2 separate regions of the Dromaius novaehollandiae genome follow, and region 1 is linked to region 2. Evidence: chromatin contacts called from public Hi-C data. All regions are on one chromosome and are shown on one strand. Each heading gives the region's core, a stretch centred on a gene start, on an enhancer-like site or on the middle of the called end of the contact. The rest is flanking DNA. Distances are from core to core; before and after follow the strand shown. Region 1 holds the start of PIM3 (Pim-3 proto-oncogene, serine/threonine kinase). Region 2 has its middle 35 kb from the start of CRELD2.

Region 1 (5,616 bases), core at 1,211-3,710, 280 kb before region 2:
CTTTCATTCTCATTTCAGCAGCAAAAAGCCCATAACTATAGCAGGCATATGCCATTATCTGAAGAAACTTTCTAGAAATTTTGTAACTGTGATTAAACATAGCCAAAAAGACAGATTTCTAACAAACAAAAAACTTTGGCTTTCTTATTATCTGATATATCCAAATAATTAGCTTTCTTAAAAGTAATTTCTGTAAACCAGGAGCTTCCCGAACCCTTCAGCTGCTTAATAAACTGAACGGGTTAGTTGGGTTTCTCAGCAAACACCATGTAAGGTCTGTGGGAGAGAAACTTCTTCAAACCAGCTGATCCAGCTTCAAAACGCACATTCTGGGACATGAAGGGTTGAAACTGTGCCTGAAAACTTGACCTTTATAGCAGTTGGTCTAAACTAATAAAAGATATTACCTCTCCCTAGAAGCCCTGCTTTGTTTATGGGCATGATGGGCTGATATCATAGCACTACTATTATCAGCAGGAAACGCCAAGTGCCAGGCTCTCCCTGTGCCCCGAAGGGGGAGGACTGCCAGCGCTTCAAGTGATTGTCCAAAAATACCCTTACTTTAGGGATCCCGTCCACGTGCAGTGTCTGTATCTTCAGCTTCACTATTTTCGACAGAGGGACGTGACATTCCCCTTATGCAACTGGGACTTGGACGCAGCAAAAGGGGTTGCGGCGTGGGGCAAGTGGAAGACGCTGACTGCTTCAGTTGCCTGCAAATACTGTATTATTACCCAGCTACGCTGAAGCCTTGCGCATCTGCATGCCATTTCTCCAATTACATGCATCTGGGTAGCAGTCTAAGTAGCTGCTGGAACAATCACTAAGATATTGCTATCCAGCAAACGCAGCAGTAATTAATTGCTAAGTCAGTGGCCCTCCACTTTTGCTGGACTGACATGCGGCAAGACCCTCTAAATAGCCTCACACTTTCTGCTCTCTGTTGATTTTTAACGCTTTTTTGTTCGCTGGGGTCGGTGTCGGCGTGGCGCGCAGGGGCCAGGCCGCGGCGGGGCGGCGCCCGTTAACGGCCCCCGCGGGACCGCGAGCGCGGCGGCGGCAGCGCGCTGAACCTGCGGTACGCGCCTCACCAGGAGACACTGTAAAAGCCGCGTCGGAAGAGACAAAAAAAGTAAGAGTAAGACGACACTTTTAAAAGCTGCCTGAAAATTAATCTAGAAGGAGGAAGCGGTCCCCCCGCCAGCCCCCGCGCGCCCCAGCAGCGGGGCTAATCCCTGTGGCGCAGCGCCCCCTGCGGGCCGGGCCGCGCTCGGCTCCCCCGCCCCCGCCCGCTCGGGGCGCTGCCAGGCCGGCTGAGGCGAGGCGCCGCAGCGGGGGGACGGCTTTCCAGCGCCGCGTATCCGATTAGCGATAGCGCCGGGAAAACAAAACAGCTTCTTGTCATTGCTCGACTGGCATCTAAGTGGGGAGGGGGAGGGGAAGGGAGGGGAGGGAAGCCCTGAGCTGCCGCGGCGCGCAGCGCTGCGCCGATGCGCTGAAGCCTGCCCCCGCACGGCGCAGCCCGTGCTACGGCTACGTCTGGGCGAGCCGCGGTGTTTTCACGGAGGCGGTCTCGAGGCAGAGCGTGACTTACAAAAGAAAACAAAAAAGCGCGGCTCACGAGCGTGCAGGCGAGCGCCTGGGTGCCGCCTCGCCTTCTTCAGAGCGAACACGCCTCCAGCTTCTCCTGAGGAGTTAGCGGCAGCTGTAGTTAAACGAGAAATCACAGCAGAGGAAGGGCAGGAATTAGGAGACACAATGGGCGAGGGAGCATGACACGTTATTTCGGTAAACAGCGGCTGTATAAATAAGCGGGCTTTGAAATGCTGCGTTTGGAGGCGGGCGAGCGGGCGGGGGAAGGTGCTTTCATTAAAGGCTGAGGGAAGATAAAGCCGTGGCCCGGCGTGCCCTGGCGCGGCGATCATGGCGGCGGCTGCGGCTCCCCGCCCCCCGCCGGCTCCAGACGCAGTGTCTCGGCCCGCGCACAGAGTGACCTTTCCCGGAGCGGCCGGGAGGCGAGCGGGGAGGGGGACGGCGCGCCGAGGAATTCCCGCCCTGGCCCCCGCGCCGCCGCATGCAAATGAGCCCCTCCTGATTGGCCGCTCCCGCGGCTCTTTGAAAAGGCGCCCCGCCATTGGCCGCCTGGAAATGTTAACGCAAATAAGAGAATCTTGCCCTCCCCTCCCCCCCGCCCGCTAATGTGTGTGAGCGTTGCAGACAGTCTGTAACGCTGCGCGTCGATTACTACAAATAAGTAGTTCCCAGTCCCCCGCCCCCCGTGTTTACGATGGGGTGGGACGGGACTCTGCCGGCCCAGCCGGCCCCACCGCGGGCGCTGGGCGCCGCCGCGCCGCCCGCTCCGGCGCGGGGGGGCCGCGCGGCGGCGGGCAGGGAGAGGTGTTCCCCACTCCCCCGCGGAGGGATATCCTCCGCGCGCGCCGCTCTCTGCCGCACCAAAATATTGGGAGTTAAGAGGCGGCTCCGCGGCGTCGCCGGCTCAGAAGTGAGCGGGCAGCAAGGCGGCGCGGCGCGGCTCCGCTCCCTGCGCCCGCCACGACTCCACTGCGGCGCCGGCACAGCGGCCCCCGGCAGCTCCCCGCAGGGGCGGATTTTACACGCGGCGTTGCAGCCCCCGGTGCCGCCTGCGTGTGCTGCTGATCCTGCGTGCGTGCATGCTTCTCGGTGCGCGTGTTGGCACTGTGCTCGCCGGTCGGAAGAGGAAGAGAATCTTTCTCCCTATTTATTTTTTTTCCCGAAGGACTCCGTATTGTTTCGACTTGGATTCTCTGCCGGCTGTTTATTTCGGGAAGTGCCCGTCGGTCTCTGCTACGGCGCGAAGCGGCGTCGGCGGAGGAAGGAGCGAGCCGCGCCGCCCGCAGCCGCTCGGAAGGTCTCCCGGCCCGCCCGCCGCGATTCCGGCTGGGCGCGGAGCCTGACCGCTGCTCCCCGCCCGCCCGGCTTCTGACTGAGCAGCTCGCCCGGTGGACGCCCTAAATTTCGTTGCGGGGGATTTTTCGTGTTCCCTCTCCGGAAGATGTTACTCTCCAAGTTCGGCTCGCTGGCTCACATTTGCAGCCCCACCAGCATGGATCACTTGCCGGTGAAGATCCTGCAGCCAGGTACGGCGCGGCAGCAGCGCAGCGCGGAGCTTCCCGGCGGCGCCTCCGCGGGGCGCGGGTCTCGCCGCCGGGCGCGGGGGCTCCCCGTGGAGGCTCCTCGCGGCACGAGGAAACTTTTTTCTTTTTTTGTCTTTCTAACTATGGGAGGCGATTTATCAAAATGTCTTGGACAGAATTAGGGCAACACAGACAATACGTGTCCAGCGGACGGACTTTTTTTTCCCCTCCCCGCAAGTGTAGCTCGGCTTTCGAAATTAACGTTGTCTCTTTCTCTCTCTCTCGTCCTTCCAGTGAAAGTGGAGAAGGAGCCTTTCGATAAAGTCTACCAAGTGGGCTCCGTGCTGGGCAGCGGGGGCTTCGGCACCGTGTACGCGGGCAGCAGGATCGCCGACGGCTTGCCGGTGAGCGCGGGCTCGGGGCGCGCTCCCGGCGCTGGCTCGAGCCATGTTGGCGGGCGGCGGGGCGGGCGCGGCGCGGCCCCGCGCGGAGCCGCCGCGGCTTGTCGGGGGCTGCGACCCGGCCCAGCCCGGCGAGGTGAGGCGAGGCGCCGGCTCTGCCCGCCGCTCATGGCGCCGCCTTTCCCCCCGCTCTGCAGGTCGCCGTGAAGCATGTGGTGAAGGAGAGAGTGACCGAGTGGGGCACGATTGTAAGTACCGCCGCGGCGCGGCGGGGGTGCTGCGCGGCCGCGGACTCAGCTCTTCCCCGCGCCGGGGCTATTGTGTGGGCGGCGGGCTGGGCTCGGCCCGCGCGCGCGGGGCTTGCGCGGGGGGAGGCCGGCGGGGTTTCGCCGCCGCCGCAGCGCCGCCCCCGCCCCTCGGACTGCGGCAGCGGCGGAGCTACCCAGCGGGGCGGCGGCGGCGGGGCTCCCCGCGCCCCTGCCCCCGCGGCGGGAGGGGCGCCCGCGGGCTGCGCGCCGCCCCGGCCCCTGCCTGACCCCCGCCCCGCTCTCCGCGCAGGGCGGCGTCATGGTGCCCTTGGAGATTGTCCTCCTGAAGAAGGTGGGCTCCGGCTTCAGGGGGGTCATCAAGCTGCTGGACTGGTACGAGCGGCCCGACGGCTACCTCATCATCATGGAGCGGCCGGAACTGGTGAAGGACCTCTTCGACTTCATCACGGAGAAGGGTGCGCTCGACGAGGACACGGCCCGCGGCTTCTTCCGACAGGTCCTGGAGTCGGTGCGCCACTGCTACGGCTGCGGTGTGGTGCACCGGGACATTAAGGACGAGAACCTGCTGGTTGACCTCAGGACCGGCGAGCTGAAGCTAATCGACTTCGGGTCAGGGGCCCTCCTCAAGGACACAGTCTATACTGACTTTGATGGTACGTGCCCTCTCCGCCTGGGGCAGCTCTGCTGCACCAGGTTTGGTCAGACCCCTCTCTCCTCCCTGGGTGATGTCCTATAGCCCCTTCTTATCCCGTTTCTGGTGCCTTGCGGTAGCGAGCAGTGCCTCTGACGCAGTGGTTCATACCAGGTCTATCGGTAATGGAAACCTTTGGACCCGAGGCAGCTTAGGGGTGTTCAGTTGCGTAGAAAAGAAGCGATTCCAGGCAGTGACGCAGCAGTTTATATTTCCCTGTCTTGGAAAAAGCGTTTTTTCCTAGAGGGCGATCTGTTTACGTGTAGGCTTCACCAGTGTCGGATGTTTCCATGTGTGGATATGCAGTTTTTATATGCAGAGCTTTTTTTAACTTGAAGCAGTAGCTCTCCCCCTCCCTTTCCGCTCATGTCCTGGAAATCCCGCATTGCAGATTTTTAAAGTGATGGGACAAATACACTCCCTGTAAATGACCTGATACTAGCTTCACGGTCAGATTTGATAATTTAGAGACAGGAAAGTTCAAAATAAGCTCTCATTGTGATAAGGGGGGAAAAAATACACTTTTTTCCCTTGCCCTTTGAATGTGACTCATGTAACTAAGGGGCTTTTTTTTCTTCCTCCATCCTCAGCTGCTGTACTTAACATCTGTTTGTTGTGAAACCCGAACCCTTAGGCCACGTGACCTTCAGCATCACAAATTCTTGGGTTTTTTTGTTTGGTATCCAAGGAGCACCGCAGGCAAAGAGGGGGTGGGTTAAAAAAGCTGCAGCAGAGAAGCATGGTGTAAGGAGCCCGACATTTACTGTGATGTGGAACTGGATAAAGCAGACTAGCCACATGTAATAAGGAAGACCTGAGTTTCACCTTCTTCCCTTCCTCTCTTCTCCTCCCCATCAACCCCCTTTGTCCTTTTGTGTCTATTTTTGGTGTGATGCTGCAGACGCCACGTGGTCAGTGAAAGGCAGCTTGCCTTAGTAAACAGTCAGCTGATGGAAGCAATGTTAGTCCTTGCAGCAAAATAGCACAACCGGATGGGCCAATTTTATTGATGGTGTAACTCCACTAATGACCTGGAGTTACACCACTGATGAGTTTTGTCCCATAATTTTTTGTTAATACTTTCAAATCATGAGTTCCTAAATGTAAATTAGGCCTATTAGAAGTAGCTGAGTTAAGGG
Region 2 (5,483 bases), core at 46-2,545:
CATGAACCAGGTGTCCCAAATCTATCAGGATGCCTATTGCCCCAGATGTACTTTATCAACTTATTTTTTTTCTGAAAAAATATATCTCACTTATAAGAGTAACTGCTACATCCCAAATATAACAAAATACTGTACATATATTTTTTAAATTTCTCTTTTCTATAAAAAACACAAATAGCATCAGATTCATCACCTAAAGAAATATCACTGAATGGGTCTCCTGTGCAGCCAAGTACGCTTATGCTTCTTGCTCGATTATGGGAATGGGGGTCGGGGTGTATAAGTTTAACTTTTGCCTGACCAGATTTCATCTCCTTACGTAAATTCCTATCAGGACTTCTTGTAAATCCCACCGTCTCCCGCAGAACACGTCATTTGAGCACTTGCAAACATCTAGAATAAAGCATTCACCGCTGCCAAGGGGAGTCTTGGGGCCACCCTTGCCCTGCTGAGGTTCGATCAGATGTCCAGCGTGGCCGGAGCAGCCTCCTCCCCGTGCAGCCTCTCAGGAGCACAGGCGCTGCCAGAAACACAATCCCTCTTCCTGTAACCTCCAACTAGGTGAAAGGGAAAATTCCAGGCACAGCCCGTCTCCTTGTTGTGCTAGGCTTATCAAAGACACAGGCCAGACCTGACAACAAAATATTAAACAAGAATGTATTAGCAACAGAAAGGCCATGCTAAAAAGCCCCTAAATCCAGCTTCTCTAGCACAGAGCCTTAGTCCCCTCTAGTGGCTGTTTACCGTAACAGAAACCTCATCAGTATTTTAAAAACACCAAGAGTCAGTTCCACATAGACGTACACAACTTAATGAAATAAATAGATACTCACACATATATACATTGTATAGAAGTAGGTAAAGATAAATACATAGAGTATTTTCATTTAGGAGTTGTAGATGCTTTTAGACCCAAAGGGTGAGCTTTTTAGGATCAATCACAGGAAGTTTAATGTATTTATACACACACACTTACGCTTACGTGTACATATATGAACGACTTAGTGTTGTTTGATTTGCATTGGTTTTTAAGTCAGCACCTTACTAGATAAAAATTCCCTTTCTATTTAGGCACTTGCTGCTCATAGACAGACATGAGCCAGAAAGAGTTTGGGAAGGATAAACATGATATTCCCGAACAGTGCTTCATGAAAGAAAGAGGAAAAACACCCCAATAACAGGATGTAGATTGCTTCCAACGGAAAATACCAGGGAAACTCCCAGCTTCTCTCAGTAAACCAGAGCAGATTGCTAGCCAAAAGCTAAAATTGACATCATGAGCTAGTGCTACTCTTAATAAGGGAAACAGCACTCCAGGTGACTTGACTGTGTCCTGCACCAGGTATTTCAAAAATGCCTTTGTGTATGATGTGAAACCGATGCCAGGAAACACTCCTCATTTTGGAATTTCACAACCTCTCTGAACACCATAATCCCGTACATGCAGGAGCTGAAAGTCCCAGGTGATGATATGTTCCAGCAAGTTTTCCAGCTTTCAAAAGCAGTTTTCAGGTTAAAAATGCATAAAGTTAAGGAAGCGAGCTAAGGACACATAGACACTTGCTTCCTCTGTGGCTGAGCTGAGAAAAGAAACAGTATGAAATTTAATTGGGAAATTGAGATGTGAAAAGCAAGATCCCTTTGTGCCTGTGTAGTAACTTTGTGTCAAAATAACCAGTAGAGAAGGTGAATGGGACCCATCATTTAAGCAAACGCACTGGTGTTTTCTGTTTCTGTTTGATTACACTCAAACAGGTTTCATACCTTGCTGTGTGTGGGTCCTGGGAGGTTGCTGCATTTCAAATTATTTGTGAGCTATATACTTTTAATACAACCTAATGAGATAAGTTCTGCAGACTACTTCTCCATCTTTTAGATGTGATCCATTGTTCACATCTATTGTATTACATACCAAAAATATGGCTAACAGCTATCATCCACATTCTGAGCACATCACACAAAAAAGGCACAACAGAAGAAGCAGGCAGAAATAGAAATCATAGACAACATCCTAGTATATGAACTAAAAATGTTTATATCTAGTCATACAAATGTCTGTTATAAAAGTGTACTATAAAGGATGACCTGAAAAGTCAAAATACGCCAACATAAAGGATTACCTAATTCAACCTTCTGTAAATGCACTGGTATTGTCTTTCCTTACACTATCTCATGCTATTTTTAGCAAGATCCGTATCTTATCTAGTGCTCTCAAGTTGAACAGAATAGAGACAGGTGGGAAACCGTTTTTCCAAAATGTTTGTAAGCTTCCTCAAAAAATTCTTTTTCTGCACTGAAATGAATCCTGAGACTTTTATTATAAGGCTAATAGGGCTTTTTAATATAAAATTTAACTACTTAAATTCATTCCACCAGCTCAAAAAGAAACAGGACACTTTGTCAGTTTGTTCCGCAAAAAGCGGGAAGTGTGGATGAATAGTGATGGTCAGGAGTGTAGTTGCTTGGTGAGGAGCATGTTCTTAGTGGTCTCCATTTCTCACCCATTTCCCCTAAGCATTCCTTCTCCCTCCAGAAGTCTTGGTCTCAGCCTTTTCTTTTCCAAACCCCTGCCTCCCTATCTTGCTCTCATTTCCCTCCCAACAAGCCAGGCCTGCTTTCCATGCCCTGGTCTGCCCATGCAGCCTGGCTCCCCTCTCACCCACTTCTCATCATTTGCCCCTACCCACATTCAGTTCTTGACCCCGGGAGCTCAGTTCTCACTTCTTCCAATTCCTTAGCCAGCTGCAATGTCTCTGCACTGTGCACGTCAGCTCCTTGCCCTAGTTTCCTGGCCTAACCAGTCTCAGTGCTCCACATATCACCAAGCTCCTTGTTGGCTCTGCTTTTTCTGCTTGCCCTCTCTCCAGCTTCAGGCTTACCTGATTCTTTTTCCTAGTTTATTTGCTCCTTTCACAACTGATTGGTCTCCCTACAACCTATTGTTTCCTTTTGTTAATTTTCAGTCCCTGAGTCCTTATCTAACTCATCCCAAGCAATACAACCTATGAATATAGTTTTCAGAGGGAACTTTATCCAGCCTTTTAAAGTATCCAAGCAAAGCCTCCTGAAGGATGTCAAAGAAAAGGCTCTATGAGATCCAGTACAAACCTCATTTTGCCTCTGCCATTTTTTAGGAGAGAGCTTTATATGTCTCAGAGAGACAAGCCAAAGCAACTCCTAGGAACAGGAAATGCTTTGCTGCATCATCCTGGAGCAGAATTGTGGAAGAATGAGTCATTTTGCAGATCAAAAGGTCTGGGAATTGTTCTTGTTTACAAGAGATGTGGATTCAAGATCTAAGCTGAAAACACTCTGATTACACAGGAGATCAAAGTAAGAACATCAAATATATCTGACCCAGATGTAACATGGTCACAAGGGCCGTTATGGCTTTGTCATGTTATGCCAAGTCATATTTCCTTTTAAAAACAAACAGCGCCTTATCTGAATAGGATGGGACATCATAGACAAATGCAAGCTTCACCATTTTGCTTTGTCAAAATAATATATGTCGTTTTCAGGTTTTCATTTCTTTAGTCAGGTGCCTGAATGCATAACATCTGTTGCTTTCATCCCTAACTCCCATGTGATCCACTGCCAAGCTATTAAAGATAGAAGTTTTGTGGATGCCATGTGCTCCTAGTTCAAGCATGTGTCATTTCATTATTGTTTCTGACCTGCTTTGTCCCTCCAGGCGAACTCGGACGGGACTGGGGAGAGACACCAAACAAATATGCTCTGCATAGTTGCACTTGCTAACAACACCAATGACTCACTTTCATGTTACTAGAGGATTGAAGGGAAACCAGCTTTGGGGAATGAAATCACAAATTCGTTTCGCTATCTAGTATAACAAGCTCCTGGGTCTTTACCTCAGGCCAGTGATACATTAATAAAGCAGGCTGGATAACTGTGGTTTTCTAACAGATATTAAAACCAGATTTTTTAACATTCATGTTTATTTAACCATGCATGCTGCAGAGTAAGTGTTGACAACATAAATGTCAGTCATAGCCTGTGACAATTGCATCTGATGGGAAGATCAAAAGTGCAGATGTGTAATACACTTGATGTTATCCAAATGGCTAACAGTGCTTATGATCAATTAGTAGCTACTGTACAGCAAACCATTATATATATAATGTATATAACATATATACATGCTAAAGTATATAGTATATAGCCTTCTCAGATTTAATTTTGCCAGAGTCTGAAAACCCAGTCAACTTCTGAAACTGAAGCTTTGCCAGCTGAGGATTTGGCCAGTTACAATTATATACATTTATTTTCTTTCACTTATTACATTCTATTTATTAAAATAATTTTTAAAAGAAAAGTTCTAAGTAACGTGGTCCTGATATTATGAGACATAGTGGCTTCAAGTATTAGTGCAACTAATTCCAGGAGCACATAGTAGAGATGCCTATTGTACATAAGGCATAGGAAAGACAGTGCTGTATATGGCACAAAATAACAGAACACTGGCATTTCTGAAAACAGGTATTTGATTTGTCTTGATAAAGGCAATAGTGAGATCTATCTATTTAATATCTGAAGGCGTTCTTTATAGTGTTTTGAAGGATGCAAGGGGAGTAAAGTTTCAAAACATTTCATCAGCATGGTTAATAACAGAAGAGACCACACAGAACGTATCACATGCTGGCCAGAGCTGCAAATCATTCAGTGAGTATTCAGGTGAAGTCAGCATGAACTGGCAGCGCATTCACAGGGTAAGGTGCCATTTAACATCAGTATCAAATTTGGACCTCAGCTATTTGCAAGAGACCCAATGAAACAGAAATTATTGTGATCATAGTTTTTACTACCTCCTCATATGGAGTGAGCATAAAATGTATTTCGTGGTCTTCAGTAAGAACATACAAAGTTGTTTGTCATTATACTCCAAACTAGACACAAATCAATTAATATGAAGCTGGGGGGTGGGGGGGGAGGAAACTTAATCTGAATTCTACAGTGCAGATAACCCGAGGTCAAGTTGCTAGTACGCAAGGTTTATGTTCCAGCAGTTTGAAACTATGCAAAAAACAGTGAACATGAACTCTTGGACTTAAAGTAGAAAAGGGGATACATAAACTCCCTGTTTAACAAGTTCTGTACAGCTCTGTTTGGCATGACTTATTTGCAGGACCTGTTGCATTCTCTGCTCTGTGCTTTATACATTGTGGTACTCTGCTAGGGAAGAAGTGGAAAAAGGTGGTTTCAGTCATTTTTGTGGGTTATGTTTAATGAATTGGTATATTCTGCAAGAACCTAGATGTCTTCTAGAAGCTTTTTTTTTTTTTAAGTGAACACTCAACAAGGACAAGCGTTCCTCCAGCATAGTTTAATTACTCTGAAATCAAGGAGAATTAATAATATGTCTTTCTCCTTCCATATTTCAACAAGTTCTTTTTTCACTGACTGGGCACCTTATGTCATAGCTTTGCCTAGTTATAAATCCACAGAAGTATATCCTAAGAAAA

Evidence for each region. Hi-C and Micro-C count contacts between places; a contact is called where the count stands out from the background.
Region 1: a contact with region 2 is called in a Hi-C map of liver, with 13 times the contacts expected there. The contact joins the promoter of PIM3 here to the enhancer-like site in region 2. A contact is called at or near these places in 2 of 4 Hi-C or Micro-C datasets (brain and liver).

Annotation. Positions count from the first base shown.
Region 1 is chr1:17,403,533-17,409,148 of bDroNov1.hap1, reverse strand. It overlaps PIM3 (Pim-3 proto-oncogene, serine/threonine kinase), which reads left to right and starts at 2,460. Exons shown (of 6, transcript XM_026113075.2): 1 at 2,460-3,119; 2 at 3,411-3,520; 3 at 3,715-3,765; 4 at 4,076-4,439. The coding sequence starts at 3,035.
Region 2 is chr1:17,117,708-17,123,190 of bDroNov1.hap1, reverse strand. No RefSeq gene overlaps it. Among named protein-coding and RNA genes, the nearest start is that of CRELD2, 35 kb to the right of the region's middle. Within about 2 kb of position 1,295, at least 1 of the 2 cell types and tissues checked has open chromatin away from gene starts, as enhancers often do.